Linked DNA regions of Pan troglodytes: region 2 is linked to region 1. Evidence: chromatin contacts called from public Hi-C data. All regions are on one chromosome and are shown on one strand. The core of a region is the stretch at or near the end of the contact, and the rest is flanking DNA. Distances in the headings are between cores, read along the strand shown. Region 1 holds the start of THAP3 (THAP domain containing 3). Region 2 overlaps ACOT7 (acyl-CoA thioesterase 7).

Region 1 (7,292 bases), core at 4,169-6,668:
TGTCACCAGTAACTGGAATCTGCCACCTTTGTCTTTTTAGGAACTCCCTTTAAGGAGCAGCCCCAGCCCTGCTAACAGCACTGCTGGTACCATTGACAGCGACGGCTGGGACGCGGGTTTCTCAGACATCGCGTCCTCAGTGCCCTTGCCAGTCTCTGACCGCTGCTTTAGCCACCTGCAGCCCACTCTCTTGCAGCGAGCCAAGCCCAGTAACTTCCTGCTGGACAGAAAGAAAACGGACAAGCTGAAGAAGAAGAAGAAGAGGAAGCGCAGGGACAGTGATGCGCCTGGGAAAGAGGGGTACAGGGGGGGCTTGCTGAAGCTGGAAGCCGCTGACCCCTACGTGGAGACCCCCACGAGTCCCACCTTGCAGGATATCCCCCAGGCTCCCAGCGACCCCTGCTCGGGCTGGGACTCCGATACTCCCTCGAGTGGATCTTGTGCCACTGTGTCACCTGATCAGGTCAAAGAAATAAAAACTGAAGGCAAACGGACTATCGTCCGGCAGGGAAAGCAGGTGGTGTTCCGAGACGAGGACAGCACTGGCAATGATGAGGACATCATGGTGGACTCAGGTGAGTGGTCCCTGAGGGATGATGACCCTTGTTGGCTTGTGGTTAGAAGAGAGGTTATTTTATTAAATGGTCATCTCTCTGGGGCACAGGGTCTGGTTCCTTCTGTAGAGTGTGACAGCCCCACTGTCCAAGGAGGAGAAAAGCTGCAGGAATGTGGATATCAAGATGTTTAGGAAGGGGTTGATTGCCACTAGAGACAGCTGAGATTCTAAGACCTTAGAACATAAAAAGGGTATAGTTCTAAGTAAGCATCCAGGTAAGCATCCAGGCCGGGCACGGTGGCTCCACCAGTAATCCCAGCACTTTGGGAGGCCAAGGCGGGTGGATTGCTTGAGCTCAGGAGTTGGAGACCAGCCTGGGCAGCATGGCAAAGCCCTGTCACTGCAAAAATACAAAAAAAGGCTGGGCGCAGTGGCTCATGCCTGTAATCCCAGCACTTTGGGAGGCCGAGGCAGGCAGATCACGAGGTCAGGAGTTCGAGACCAGCCTGACCAACATGGTGAAACCCCGACTCTACTAAAGATACAAAAAAAAAAAAAAGAAAAAATTAGCTGGGCGTGGTGGTGAGCGCCTGCAATTCCAGCTACTCAGGAGGCTGAGGTAGGAGAATTACTTAAACCCAGGAGGTGGAGGTTGCAGTGAGCCAAGATCGTGCCATTGCACTCCAGCCTGGGCGACAGCAAAACTCCGTCTCAAGAAAAAAAAAAAAAAACAATAGTCGAGTGTGGTGGTGTGTGCCTGTAGTCCCAGCTATTTGGGAGGCTGAGGTGGGAGGATGGCTTGACTGCAGGAGTTTGAGGCTGCAATGAGGTATGATTGCACCACTGCACTCCAGCCAGGGTGACAGAGTGAGACCCTGTCTTAGGAAAAAAAAAAAAAAAAAAAGTAAGCATCTCCTGGGTAATACCTGGTTCCCACACATTTTGGAGCCCCTCGTGCCTTTTCAGAGAGAAGTGTCAGCTTCGAGTGGCAGTTGGAAGTGTTCTCGTCAGTAGAGTTAATGGGGTTTCATGGAAGCCCAGCTGATGGCGAGGAATGATGGGAATTTCTCTTCCCTCCTTGAGAGTATCTTTCCTTCCAGATGACGATTCCTGGGACCTCGTGACCTGCTTCTGCATGAAGCCATTTGCCGGCCGCCCCATGATCGAGTGTAATGAGTGCCACACCTGGATTCACCTGTCCTGTGCGAAAATCCGGAAATCCAATGTTCCAGAAGTGTTTGTCTGCCAAAAGTGCCGGGACTCCAAGTTTGACATCCGCCGTTCCAACCGCTCGCGGACGGGCTCCCGGAAGCTGTTCCTGGACTGACTGCTGGCTGGCGAGGAGGCTGCGAGCGTGGAATCGGAAGCGACCGTGGGCTTTTTTGCCCTTCTCTTAGTTGAGCACAGAACCCTCAGCTCTGGTGCGGGCAGATCCCTGCCATTTAGGTGCCTAAGCAAAAGGACAGGCTGTCCAAAGTAGAAACTGTACATAGCCGGTGACCGAATGCGACCTTTGCCAGCCAGAGCTGCTGCCAGAGCTGCGTTCCCTGCAGTGGAGGTGGACTGGACACCCACGTGCAGCGGGTTTGGCTCATTTGAAAATGAGGGTCCGTGGTAGCTGTGCGTTTTGCTATCATTGCTAAGAGATTCCCGCTGATTGGGCTCAGTGCCAGCTGTTATTCTGCTTCCACTGTGTTGGGGAGAGGTGTTCGGTTTCCCCAGCCTGTTAATGAACAGCCATACGTGTAAGCTTTTTCTTGAGTGTTAAGTCTTTTACCAAAAGTGTCTGTACAGCAGCCATCCAAGTTGCCCCTACTTAGTGGCTTGCCCTCTGCCTGCCTCAGCTGCTGCCTGACCGGCTGGGGGAGGCACTGGCGGGAGGCCTCGGGCTCCCCTGGAAGGGCGCTGGGCTGGCGGGTCAGCTGGTGGTTCTTAGGTTTCCTTCTGTTTGTTAAAAGGGACAATGTGGCCACTTCTCTGTGGAAAGGGAGTTGGTTGGGGGGTTGAGGTGGCCCGTGTTCATAACTCAGTTTCCTGTTTTGCACGATGTAAAAACCCTGTCTTTTTGCACGATACAGCCAAAAGTATAGGCTGATTTCTTGCTGAGCGCCCTCTTAGTTGGTGTGTGAGGTCTTGGTGGGCCCAGGCCAGCTGTTTGCAAGTGTGGGAACTCATAGGTTCTGTCCTTGTCTCTTCCTTTCACCTCATTCTGGTAGCAGCATAAAGGTTAGGCAATCACTGGGACCCGCATGGTGTTCCTCCAAAGAATAGGGTAAAGGAGAGCTGGGAGGGAGCCCTCTCCGTTGGCGACTCTTGTGTGCCCTTTAGACAGGCTGGCCTGCCGGTTCCACAGGGCACAGTTAGGACTTGAGTCTTTCTTTTTCTGTTTTGAGTTGGTGAGTGAGTGATAGGGTAACATGGGCCTTCAGGATGACCCCTTGGAACTGTGCCGAGTTCCTTAAATCTCAGCTGGGATCCTGGACCTGGGAGGCCCCTGTGAGGGCCAGCTCTGGAAAAACCTGGGAGTTGATGCCGGAGGCTGTGGAAGAACTCTGCTCGAGGGCAGGGTGCCCCGGAACACTGGTAGTTCTGGGGCTGGGAGGGAGAGGGGCTCCGGCTTTCTCTGAAATGAACACTGCTCTTCAGCAGTTCAAGTACTTGTTCTCAAAACATTTTCTAATTGATTGGTAGGTTTTCATAAGCATTGTTTCTTTAAGGCATGGAAAGGGAAGAATGCTCAAGCAAGTCATGTTTGTTTTCAGCGGGATGGGCCCGCGTTCTCCCTGCTGGGGGCTTCCCCTTCATGTGGCACCTTTGTGCCAGGCCACCAGGCAGACTCTTCCCACCTTCTCCCACTGAAGCACCAAGGGGCTTGAACCGTAATTTGGCTAATCAGAGGCATTTTTTTTTGTCCTAGTATCTTTCACACTTGTCCAACCGTCTTATTTTTTAAAAGTTCTGTTGCTTGTATTAACACGAAACTAGAGAGAAATAGTTTCTGAAGCCAGTTTATTGTGAAGATCCCCAAGGGGGAGGTTCAGTAGAGAAAAATAGTAAGCCGGTTTAGAAACTGACGAGGGCAAACAGCCAGGACGCATTGGAGAGGAATTTGCCAAAGATCTACCCTGAGATAACGCCTGTCCAGTGTCTTCACCACATGAATAACCAGCGCTCCAAAGTGTTTTTCTGCTTTGAAAAAAAAAATTCCACAAGCTTTTAAAGGTGCATTTAAGAATCCATGTGACTTTAGAATGGAACTGCCGGCCCTGGCAACTGTCACGTGTGCTAGAAGGTTCGATGCCTCTGGAATGCATGTGATACTCATCTCCATTTTGTTTCCTTGATTGCATTTTTGTTCTTTTAGCAGATCTGTCCATGTGGGTGGTGTCTAAGAAGTCGGACACCTTGGTTTTTGTGTTAGATTGAGCTGGGCAGCTGCAATCAGCTTCTTTATATGCAAATTAGGCACGACCCATCTGGGGTTCCTGGTTGGTGGCTAATGAAGTGAGGGGAGGGAGGGATGTCACCCCAAAGGTAGGCCCTCCCATCGGCTTTGGCCAGGCCAGACACTTCACATCGTTTACATGGTTCTGTGTAATTTTAAAGTTTATGTGTATAAAGCGAAGCTGTTTCTGTGAAACTGTATATTTTGTAAATAAATATATTGCTACTTTGAGGTTCATGATTCAAGGTTCAGGCGATTGCGTTCTGTGCTGAAGGACAATTGTGTTTCTTTTCTCCTTGCTACCTCCCCAAAGCATGATTACATCAAGTCTCTGGGAAGGCAGCGTCTCAGTGTGCACTTAGCAGGATGGAAAATGCCCACGGTGTTACGGTACCTTGCTGGTGAATTCCTCAGAAACAAACCACAGGACGAGTAGATGTGAATGGTTTTTGCAGTTTCTTCATCAGATTGAGGATTAGCTCAAGCCCCAGTGAGTGGTTAGCCTACTTTTGATTTTTTTTTTGTTTTTGAGACTTGAGTTTTGTTCTTGTCACCTAGGCTGTGAAGTGCAGTGATGAGATTTTGGCTCATTGTAACTTCCACCTCCCGGGTTCAAGCAATTCTCCTGCTTCAGCCTTCTGAGTAGCTGGAATTACAGGTGCCCGCCACCATGCCCGGCTAATTTTTGTATTTTTAGTAGAGATGGGGTTTCACCATGTCGGTCAGGCTGGCCTTGAACTCCTGATCTCAGGTGATCCGCCTGCCTCGGCCTCCCAAAGTGCTGGGATTACAGGCGTGAGCCACTGCGCCTGGCTGATATTTTTTTTTTTTTCTTCTCACAAGATGACGCCTTCCTTATAGGCTGCTTTGAGAAAGCTGCAGCCTCCTCGGAGTTTCTGCAAGGCCTGAACTGGAATCTCCCTCCCCTTCAGTTGCCCTTTTTGCCTCTTCACGTTTGGGGGTTCCCTGTGACCAAACTTAAGGGCAGTGAGCTGTCTGGCCTCTGAACTGACACCACCAGTGGCCAACTAGTACCACCTCCAGTGACGTCAGAGGAGTCCAGACCTATTCACAATTCAAAGCCCTAAAAACACTGAGGGGTTGGCCGTTGGTTTCCAGTTGTCCAAGCCTGTGAGTGGCTATGCGTCCTGGTTGGGTGCTCAAAGCAAGGAGGTGAAAGGCGACCAGCATTGGCGAATGGGGTAAGACTTGCACAGGCCCAAGGCTAGGAGTTGGGGTTTCGGGCCTGAATTGGGGCCCGGAGCACCCCTTGACGTGGCGCCCCGGGTCCCGTCCGACCCTGGGGAGACGCGGGTGGCTGGGATGGCAGGATGAGCGCGCCCTGGAGGCGAGCCAGGCCCGTCACCACCTCCCAGCGGCCCCGCCCCTCCCGCAGGTCCCTCCCCTCCCCGCAGGCCCCGCCGCCGCCGCCGCCGCCGCCATCTTTGTTGGGGGCAGCCGGGCCTGGCTCGAGATGCCGAAGTCGTGCGCGGCCCGGCAGTGCTGCAACCGCTACAGCAGCCGCAGGAAGCAGCTCACCTTCCACCGGTAAGAGGCGGGGACCCGGGGGCGCGGGAGGCCCAGACCCGGGGCCCGCGGAGCGACTCCGAGGCCTTGGCGCGCCGGGCGGAACCGCCCGGGAGGCCCGAAGGCGTGCGGCCGCTGGGCCCGGGGACAGGCCGAGGTCCTGGGCCCAGAGGGGCTGGCGCCGCCGCGCCCGCCGCGGGGATGCGGGGAGTGGCGGACGGAGGGGCAGCGGCGCACCTGGCGGGGCCGGGGCCGGGACGTGCAGGGAGCGGAGCAGGTGTTTGCTGAACAGACTAGCGGGCCGCGGCCGGGGTTTGCTGTGTCCCTGGTCGCTGCAGCCCCCGCCGCGCGCGGTCCTGAAGGGAGCCCGGCACCTGGGCGGTGCAGTGGAGGAGTGGAACCCCCAGGGGCGTCCTGGCAGTGCGAAGGGACTTTGCAGGGTCGCGGGAGGATGCTGGAGACTTTGGAGTCTGCTCCTGCACTCGCCCGGCCCGGCCCGGCCCGGCCCAGGAGCAATCGTCCTTAGTCAAAGTTGCGCTTTCTCCAAGGTCCAGTCACGGCACCATTTCTCTACCCACTTTTGGGCACATTCCGAAGGGGGGCTTGTGCTCATCGTTCCCATTCCCTCTGCTCCTATTGTTCTGTTTTGTGATAAATGCTTTGCTTGAAGTATACGTAATGTACATGCAGAAAAATGCACGAATCATAAGTATACAGCCCAGCGAGTTTTCCCCAAGTGAACGTCACTGAACTGAAACGTTACCAGCTGGGCGCGGTGGCTCAAGCCTGTCATCCCAGCACTTTGGGAGGCCGAGGCGGGAGGATCGCTTGAGCCTGGGAGTTCGAGACCTGCCTGGGCAACAGAAGGAGACCCTACCTCTACAAATAATTTAAAAAAATTAGCCAGGCAAGGTGGTGTGCACTTGTAGTCCCAGCTGCTCGGGAGACTGAAGTAGGAGGATCGCTTGAACCCAGCTTCGAGGCTGCAGTGAGCTATAATCTTGCCACTGCACTCCAGCCTGGGTGACAGAGCGATACCTCATCTCAAAATAAGAAATAAAACATCACTACCCCCGAGAAGAACCCCTACCTGGACCCCCTCCCAGGCCCTCCTCCTCTCTCCTGCCCAAAGGGAACCCTATCCTGCCCACTATCAGAGTGGATTGCAGTTCATTCGCTTTCGTTGCCACATAATATTCCATTGAATGCAAGTGCCAGAATTTACTGATTTGTTCTACAATTGAAGGGCATTTGGGTGGCCCCATTTTTTGGATGAGAAATACATGGTTCTGGAGGCTGGGCGTGGTGGCTCACGCCTGTAATCCCAGCACTTTGGGAGGCCGAGCTGGGTGGATCACCTGAGGTCAGGAGTTGGAGACCAGCCTGACCAACATGGTGAAACCCCGTCTCTACTACAAATACAAAAATTACCCGGGCGTGGTAGCGCGCACCTGAAATCCCAGCTACTCAGGAGGCTAAGGCAGGAGAATCACTTGACCCTGGGAGGCAGAGCTTGCAGTGAACCGAGATCGCACCACTACACTCCATCTTGGGCAACAGAGCGAGACTCTGTCCCAAAAAACAAAACAAAACAAACATTGTTTTAGCCAGTTTTGGTGGGACTTGTGTTGCGGTGCATCTATCTGTTTTGCCTCCGTCAGGTATGTACTTGGGGATGGAGTTGCCGTGCCTTCTCTCTTGAAGTCGTTTCCTCCACTCCCACGAGAGCTCTGTCACATCACTAGTGAGCCTTGTGATGCTGAT
Region 2 (7,526 bases), core at 1,526-4,025, 280 kb before region 1:
GAAACCAAGGGCAGAAGTCCTGCCTGCCCTCGTGGGGCTACCACTCTGTACAAGCACAGCAGGTCAGGAGTGGAGCAGCAGCTGGAAGCAGAGAGGGAGCCAGGCCATCAGGGGCATGGCTGGACGCTGTGTTTTGTTTTTGTAGAAACAGGGTCTCACTCTGTCATCCAGGCTGGAGAGCAGTGATGTGATCTCAACTCACTGCAGCCTCAACCTTCCTGGGCTCAGGTGATCCTGCTGCCTCAGCCTCCCAAGAAGCTGAGACTACAGGCACAGGCCACCACGCCTGGCTAATTTTTGTAGTGACAAAGTTTCATCATGTTGCCCAGGCTGGCCTCAAACTCCTGAGCTCTAGTGACCTGTCCATCTTAGCTTCCCAAAGTGCTGGGATTCCAACATTTTTATGTAGAGCCTAGAAGAGGAGAGGGCAGGGCCCTGTGGATATCTGGGGAAAGCCAGTGCAAAGGCCCAAGGCAGGAATGCACCCAGCAAGTCCGAGAAGCAGCAGAAAAGCCAATGTAGCCAGAGGGAGAGTTGAGAAAGAGACGTAGGAGGTGAGGTCCCCGAGCCGCGCTAGGCAGAGACAGGGACTCGTGCGGACGTGCCTTTGGCTCTGGGCGAAACAGGAGATCTGGAGGGCTCTGAGCAGGCAGTACTGTGCCCTGACTCCACATCTCCCTGGCTACTGCTGGAGAACAAACCAGGCAGCAGGGACCAGCAGGGTGACCTGCCAGGAGGGTGCTGCAGTGATCAGGTGATCGGGTGATCGGGAGAGCAGCACCATTGGACCCAAAGTGGGGGTGGGCCTGGGGGTTGTGCTCAGATCTGGACTTCCTGGAAGGTAGAGCAGTGGGATCTGCTCCCAGAGCCTCATGAGTGTGGGAGGGAGAGAGGCCGACAGAGGCTCCAGGCTTTGAGCCTGAGCACCGGGGGGGCTGCAGAGACCATTTACTGAGGGGAGGGAGGCTGGGAGAAGCAAGCCTGGGGCAAGGACAGGAGTGTCGTTTTTTTGCACATCAAGGCCAAGCAGGCCAAGTAGGCATCCAGATGGGCTGGCCAAGAGGCCCCAGCCAGAGACAGAACCTTGGGACTTCCAGCCACAGACTGGAAGGCACCACCAGGGGAGTGTGGATGCGGGGGTCCCCTGCCCCACCTAGGGCCCCAGCAAAGCCCTTCTAGGCACTGGGACTGTTCTCACCCCCACGCCCTGGGGCTGCCTGGAACTCAGAGACCCCCTCCTAAGCCTAGAATTTCTGGATCACCATCCTGGGGACCAGCCTCCCAGAGGCTTCTCCAAGCCAATGTGTCAAAACTGTCCCTCCAGCAGCCCCAGATCCGGAGAAGGAGCAAGGAGGGGCAAGTGTTCAAAGCACAGGTTCAAGGCATAGTCACAGCCCAGACCTACCATCTGCCTCCCCAGGTGGCCTCAAGCAAGTGTTCAATCTTTCTGTACCTCAGTTTCCTTATCTATGCAACTGGGATAATAAAAATAACAACAGCAGCTGGGCGCAGTGGCTCACGTCTGTAATCCCAGCACTTTGTGAGGCCGACGTGGGCAGATCACTTGAAGTCAGGAGTTCGAGATCAGACTGGCCAACACGGTGAAACCCCATCTCTACTAAAAATACAAAAAAATTAGCCAGGTGTGGTTGTACACGCCTGTAATCCCAGCTGCTCGGGAAGCTGAGGCAGGAGAATCGCTTGAACCTGGGAGGCAGACGTTGCAGTGAGCCGGGATCGCACCATTGTACTCTAGCCTGGGTGACAGAGTGAGACTCTGTCTCAGAAAAAAAAAAACAAGACAAGAACAGCTACCTCTCCGGGGTGTTGTGAGGATTCCATGAGCTAAACTTTAGCTCCTGAAGCATTCTGGAGCTTTGCAGAATGCCAAGTGCTGACCAAATGGCAGCAAAATAATTCCACGATTCTGAGTGACAGCATCACCCTCTGGCCTCCCAAGCCCCTCCTTCATCTTTCCTCCCCATCTTGGGGACTTTTCCTTCCCTGTGTCCATGCTCTCCTGCCAGGGACCCTCACTGTCTCTCTCTGGAAGGGTGCAACAGGAACTTGGGACTTGGCCCTCACCCCTGCCCCAGGCTCTCAGGCTCAGGCCCACCCTCCCCACAGCCACCAGAGGGTGCTCTCTGAACGTGACTGAGCTGCACCGGAGCCTCGGGTCCAAAGAATCAATCTACCCCTAGCCCAGCCAGCGAGCCCCTCCTAAACCAGGCGCTGCCAGCAAACCCACACCTGAACCTGTACCACACCACATCCCCCACATCCACGTCCAACCATCCGCACTTACTGTGGCTTGGTTCATTCTACATATGCACACACACACATGCATACGCAGATACACACACACACACGCACACACACACAGCTTCCACTCCTCCACTGAAACACACCCTGCCCACTGTTCCAGGCTGAATGCATGTGCCATGCTCTGCATGGCTGTCCCCCCCTCCCAAAATCCCTGTGTTGAAATCCTAACCCCCAAGGGAATGGTAGTAGAAGGTAGGGTCTTTGGGAGGTGACGAGAGAATGGGGACAGAGCCCTCACAAATGGGATTAGTGTCCTTATAAAAGGGCCTGAGAGAGCCACTCCTACCAAGCGAGGACACACAGGAAGTGATGTGACATCTATGAACCAGGAAACAAACGGGCCCTCAACAGACACAAAATCTGCCGGCGCCCTGATCCTGGACTTCCAGGCTCCGGGACTGTGAGAAATGCATTTCCATTGTTCACAAGCCAGCAGGCTGTGGTCTTAGTTCCGGCAGCCCAGGCTGACAGAGCCGGCAGCCACTTCCTGCATCTCAACAGTGTGGCTCAGAGCTCACAGCGCCTCCGCTGGTCCCTGGTCTCTGACGTGGCTTCCACTTGGCCTCTTGATAGAGTGGCATTATGCCCATGCCCATGGTGGGGACCTGCACCTCACACTCCCACTCTCCAAGCTGGGGCTGAGTCTTCCTCTTCTCTGCCTCCCTGGAGGCCACAGAAGGTATGCTGACTGAGCCCCATAGGGCAGAGGCTGCAGCTGCGGCACCAAGGCAGACGCCCTGTCCTCAGCACCCAAGGGCTGGCTTCCCCTCAACAGCCGACCTTCAGAGAAAATGTCCCCTCCCCAGGGCTGGGGATGGCTGAATGTCCTACAGCAGCTCTGAGGTTGACACTAGACACCGTGCCCCTTGTCCCCAGCTTTAGGGTCACAGGGCCCTCCCGAGCTGCACAATTTTGGGGCAGGTGGAGAGCTGCTCCCATTGTGGGCACAGTGGTACCAGGCCTGTGAGCTTCAAAGCCAGGAAGTGGCCAAGTCACAGAGAGCCACGGCACTTGCCATGGTGCCATGGCCACCAGGGTTGGTCAGGGCAGAGGTGGGACCTCCCCTCCATCTGCTGTCTGGCCTCTTATGTCTCAGCTGTTGGCCATCACAATAAACTCCACCCCACGGAGGCGGGGCATGCTTCTGATCAGGGCCAGGTTGGCGGGGGACTCGGCATGGCGGGGAGTGGTGGAGGGAGGGCCTGTCAGCTTGCTTGACGCTTCATCTCTGGTGGGTTCCTACACCTCCTGGCTGAGGCCAAAACCAAGCATAGCTCTGAGGGTCCGGTGCAGAACTACTTGGGCCACTTCTCCCACAGTTCCCAAGGCCCAGTGCACAAGGGGAGGGAAGGCTGCAGGCCTGGCTCCCCGGAGAACTCCTGTCCTGAACTCACACTGGTGCGGCTTCCAGGGCCCAGAGGTATGGGGCCCAGACCCTTACCCCGTTCTGGCTGTTGCAATGCCGGGTGCTGATGATGGCGCCTGCCTCCTCGATCATCTTCAGGATGGTCCCCCCGTGGACATTGCCGGCCACGTTGGCATCATCTGGCCGCATGATCCTAGGGCAGAGAAGAAGCAGGATGAGGCCTCTGGAGAGGATGCCATTTGTGCAACAGTGACAATCCAAGGAGGGGAGAAGGTCCCCAAAGGGCTCAATGGCTCCTGGAGGAAAGAGAACCTTCCCCATGTTTGGGCTCTTCCCAGGTGGTGTGTTCGTCAGGGTGGGGCACCACCTGCCAGGCCACGGAAGGGGCCCTGAGATGCTGTTTCCATGAGAGAGAAGGAGGGCAGAGGGGCACTTTCTCCCCCTGAAGCCACATGTCCCTGGACTGCCCTGGCAGGGAAGGGCTGATGGTGAAGACCTTTAAGCAAAGCCACAGGGCAGGGAGGTGGTGATCAGCCCTTGGGGTTCCCAGTGACCAACACACAGACTGTGACCCTAGGAGCAAATTCCCGGGACCACCACCACCCCCGTCAGGAGTCCCAGAGAAGCCAGGTAGCCACGGCTGTTCTGAGAACTAAACATGAGTCGCAGCTTCAAGACCCCAGGCCCTGTCAGCAGGTGAGCGCCTGCCCACTGCGCGCTAAGCTCCTCTGTGGGTCCCGGGGGCAGTGTGGAATCAGGCCCTGGATTGAAGGCAAGGAGCTCTCCCAGGTCAGAAGGAATGGAAACGCCACCTCACTTCCCCAAAGAGGAACAACTTCATCCTTGCCGTGAGCAGCCGGCAGTGTGGGAGCTCCACGAAATCTCTGGAATCCCAACAAGCCAGCTTGGCAGTCCTACCAGGGCAAGTTGCCTGGCACCTTCCCAGACAGCACCCAGCTGATGAAAGCCGCCTTCACAGGCCAAGGCCTGGAGACGAGTGACAGGCAGCGGGCACAGGTCCAGGGTCCAGCATCCACCTGCAGCTTGTGTAGCCTGCCCAGCCTTGCTGGCCCGTGTGGGGGCCCCAGGAGCAGCGTCTCCCCAGGTCTGCATCTCCTCTCTGCTTCTCTAGCAGCTCCAAGGCTGAGCAAGTCACTCTCCAAGAGCGTTCCTGGCTCTGGCTCTTACTTGCTAGGTAACCTGGGCAAGCTGTCAGAACCCTCACTCCTCCATGTGCTCATCTGTACAATGGGTAGAATGACAGCACTGCCTCGCCTAACTGTGGGAGATCACGCAGATCGCACACTCACTCCACAACAGCGCTGGCAGACACATGGTACACAGTAGATAGTCCACACGTTAACTAGGAGAATTTTTCCCTCTTCGGTAAGTATTTAGCCAACTTGGTTGGAAGCTCCAAGAAACCCACCATCTGGCCACAGGATGCCACTTCTAGAGCAAATGACCACAGATGTCCCCCAGCGACCCATAGCTGCCCATCCCCAGTGTCACCCCTCCACCCTGGGTGAGAGTCTATTATGCAAACCAGGGCCCACTTAGGCCAACTGGCTTCTGGCTCTGAGGTCAGGCAGGGCCCAAGGTTCCGCGGGAGGCTCAGGGACGGTTGCCTGTGGAGCGGCCGGCACGGCGTGACACAGTGGCCGGGGGATCCCCAGAGCACACAAGAAACCTCATTTGGCTTCTCAAGTGTTCATTTTTAAATACCTTTGTTTTTAAAAATTGAACTTACTCTATGAAAGGTTTTTGGGCTTTTTTTGTCTGAGTTATGAGGTAGCCAATTATAAGTCACAAAATGATTCTATCAGCCTCTTCCCTTTGTTTTCCACTTAGTAGGAAGGGCCTTCCCCGCACCAGCTGCAGCGGGCAGAGGGTCACTTTCCACACAGGCCTGTCCTGGGGGCACTAGCCAAGGCTGTGGGTGGGTGCGGAGAGCAGGGCCCAGCTCCTGGTTCTAGAGCAGTGAGGAAACATCAGCCCAGCATTTCCCAGGAGCAGCAGAGCCAGCCTCCAGAGCAGCCTGAATGACTGCTGCAGGCCTCACTTTGCCTGTGAAGTGGAGCCACACACAGCAGGCTGGCCCCCAGGAATGACACAAGGCCAGGGAGAGAAGACACGGGCCAAGGGCTGCAGAGCAGCGGAGGAAGTGCTTTCATGCGGTGGGCACTGAAGACAGGACAGATAAGTGGGTAGCCTTTAAGACAGAAGACCAGGGACAGTGCCTGAGGCCCCGAGGAAGAGCCTGGAGCCACCTGGCAACAAAGTGAGGACTCGGCACTTGGCGCTGTGCCATCAGGAGTACATGCCAGGAACTGCAGACCGCACGCCAGCTGGCTTCCACGGGCCTGGCCGCCTTTCTTCAGCACCTTGGGTCCTGCACCAAGGACCATCCTAACTCCCCAACTGACCACCCAGGAAGCCAGCCCCTGCCCTCAAGGTCAGACACAACCCTCTCCCCTACAGGACCTTACTCCTGACTGGGGACTGTGCTGTCACCTCCAATGCACAAGGCTCAAAGCCCAACTCACTTACCCCTTCTCCCTTTCCCCAAATCAGACACCTTCCCTCCAAGCCGGGGCAGCCAGTGAGTCCCAGCCTCAGCTGGGATTCCTTCCCATCCTGCATACCACCACCAGCTGCTCCACACCTGGCCCCTCCCTCTTCCCCTCCCCACCTCCCTCATTCCTTCCAAACAGCTCAGGAACCGCTGGACCCAGCCAGCCTCCAGGACCCATAAACAGCTCTGTCACTCTCTCAGGCCCCGCCCCATGGCCTGGCCAAGGCCAACCGTGTCCATCCCAGGACAGGGTCATGACTGCCTCCGTCTAAAGGCAGGCAGGGGTGAGAGCCAGGGAGCCAGGGGAGCCAGGGAAGCTGCTGCCTCTCACTGGAGACTTCGTTTTCCCATTTCTTTTTTTTTTTTTTTTTGAGATGGAGTCTCGCTCTGTCTCCCAGGCTGGAGTGCAGTGGCACGATCTTGGCTCACTGCAAGCTCCGCCTCCTGGGTTCACGCCTCCTGGGTTCTCCTGCCTCAGCCTCCCGAGTAGCTGGGACTACAAGCGCCCGCCACCACGCCTGGCTATTTTTTTGTATTTTTTAGTAGAGAAGGGGTTTCACCGTATTAGCCAGGATGGTCTTGATCTCCTGACCTCGTTCGTGATCCCATTTCTAATAAAGACACGGGTACCGAAAGCACTTCATGTTCCTCTTCACTATTTTTTTTGTTTGTTTTTTGAGACAGGGTCTCATTCTGTCACCCAGGCTGGAGTACAGTGGCATGATCTTGGCTCACTGCAAACTCCGTCTCCTGGGTTCAAGCGATTCCCCTGCCTCAGCCTTCCGAGTAAGTGGGATTACAAGCATGCACCACCACGCCTGGCTAAATTTTGTATTTTTACTAGAGACAGGGTTTTGCCATGTTGTCCAGGCTGTCTCAAATTCCTGACCTCAGGTGATCCTAAAGTGCTGGGATTACAGGTGTGAGCCACCGCACCCGGCCCCTCTTTACTATTAAAAAACTGAAATACAGGCTGGGCGCAGTGGCTACTAGGGAGGCTGAGGTAGGAGGATCACTTGAGCCTGGGAAGAGTACATTGCAGTGAGCCACAATTGCACCACTGCACTCAAGCCTGGGCAACAGAGTGAGATGCTGTCTCAAAAGAAAAAAAAAAAAATTGAAATATATTTGGCTGCTGGGCGCGGTGGCTCAACCTGTAATCCCAGCACTTACAGAGGCTGAGGCGGGGGCGGATCACTTGAGGTCAGGAGTTCAGGACTTGCCTGGCCAAAATGGCAAAACCCCATCTCTACTAAAAAT

Evidence for each region. A called contact is a pair of places that touch in the nucleus more often than the background predicts.
Region 2: a Hi-C map of stem cell-derived neural progenitor cells shows a contact between it and region 1, with 3 times the contacts expected there. The contact joins the enhancer-like site here to the promoter of THAP3 in region 1. A contact is called at or near these places in 1 of 7 Hi-C or Micro-C datasets (stem cell-derived neural progenitor cells) and 1 of 1 datasets of contacts at active chromatin or transcription factors (stem cell-derived excitatory neurons).

Annotation. Positions count from the first base shown.
Region 1 is chr1:225,370,936-225,378,227 of NHGRI_mPanTro3-v2.0_pri, reverse strand. It overlaps THAP3 (THAP domain containing 3), which reads left to right and starts at 5,418. Exons shown (of 5, transcript XM_063786980.1): 1 at 5,418-5,549. The coding sequence starts at 5,476. PHF13 (PHD finger protein 13) reads left to right here. Exons shown (of 4, transcript XM_525170.8): 3 at 41-575; 4 at 1,657-4,241. The coding sequence ends at 1,883.
Region 2 is chr1:225,647,865-225,655,390 of NHGRI_mPanTro3-v2.0_pri, reverse strand. It overlaps ACOT7 (acyl-CoA thioesterase 7), which reads right to left. Exons shown (of 9, transcript XM_016953100.3): 2 at 3,767-3,884. Among named protein-coding and RNA genes, the nearest start is that of ACOT7, 45 kb to the right of the region's middle. Within about 2 kb of position 2,775, at least 8 of the 24 cell types and tissues checked have an H3K27ac peak or open chromatin away from gene starts, as enhancers often do. A contact at or near this core is called in stem cell-derived neural progenitor cells, where this site is marked.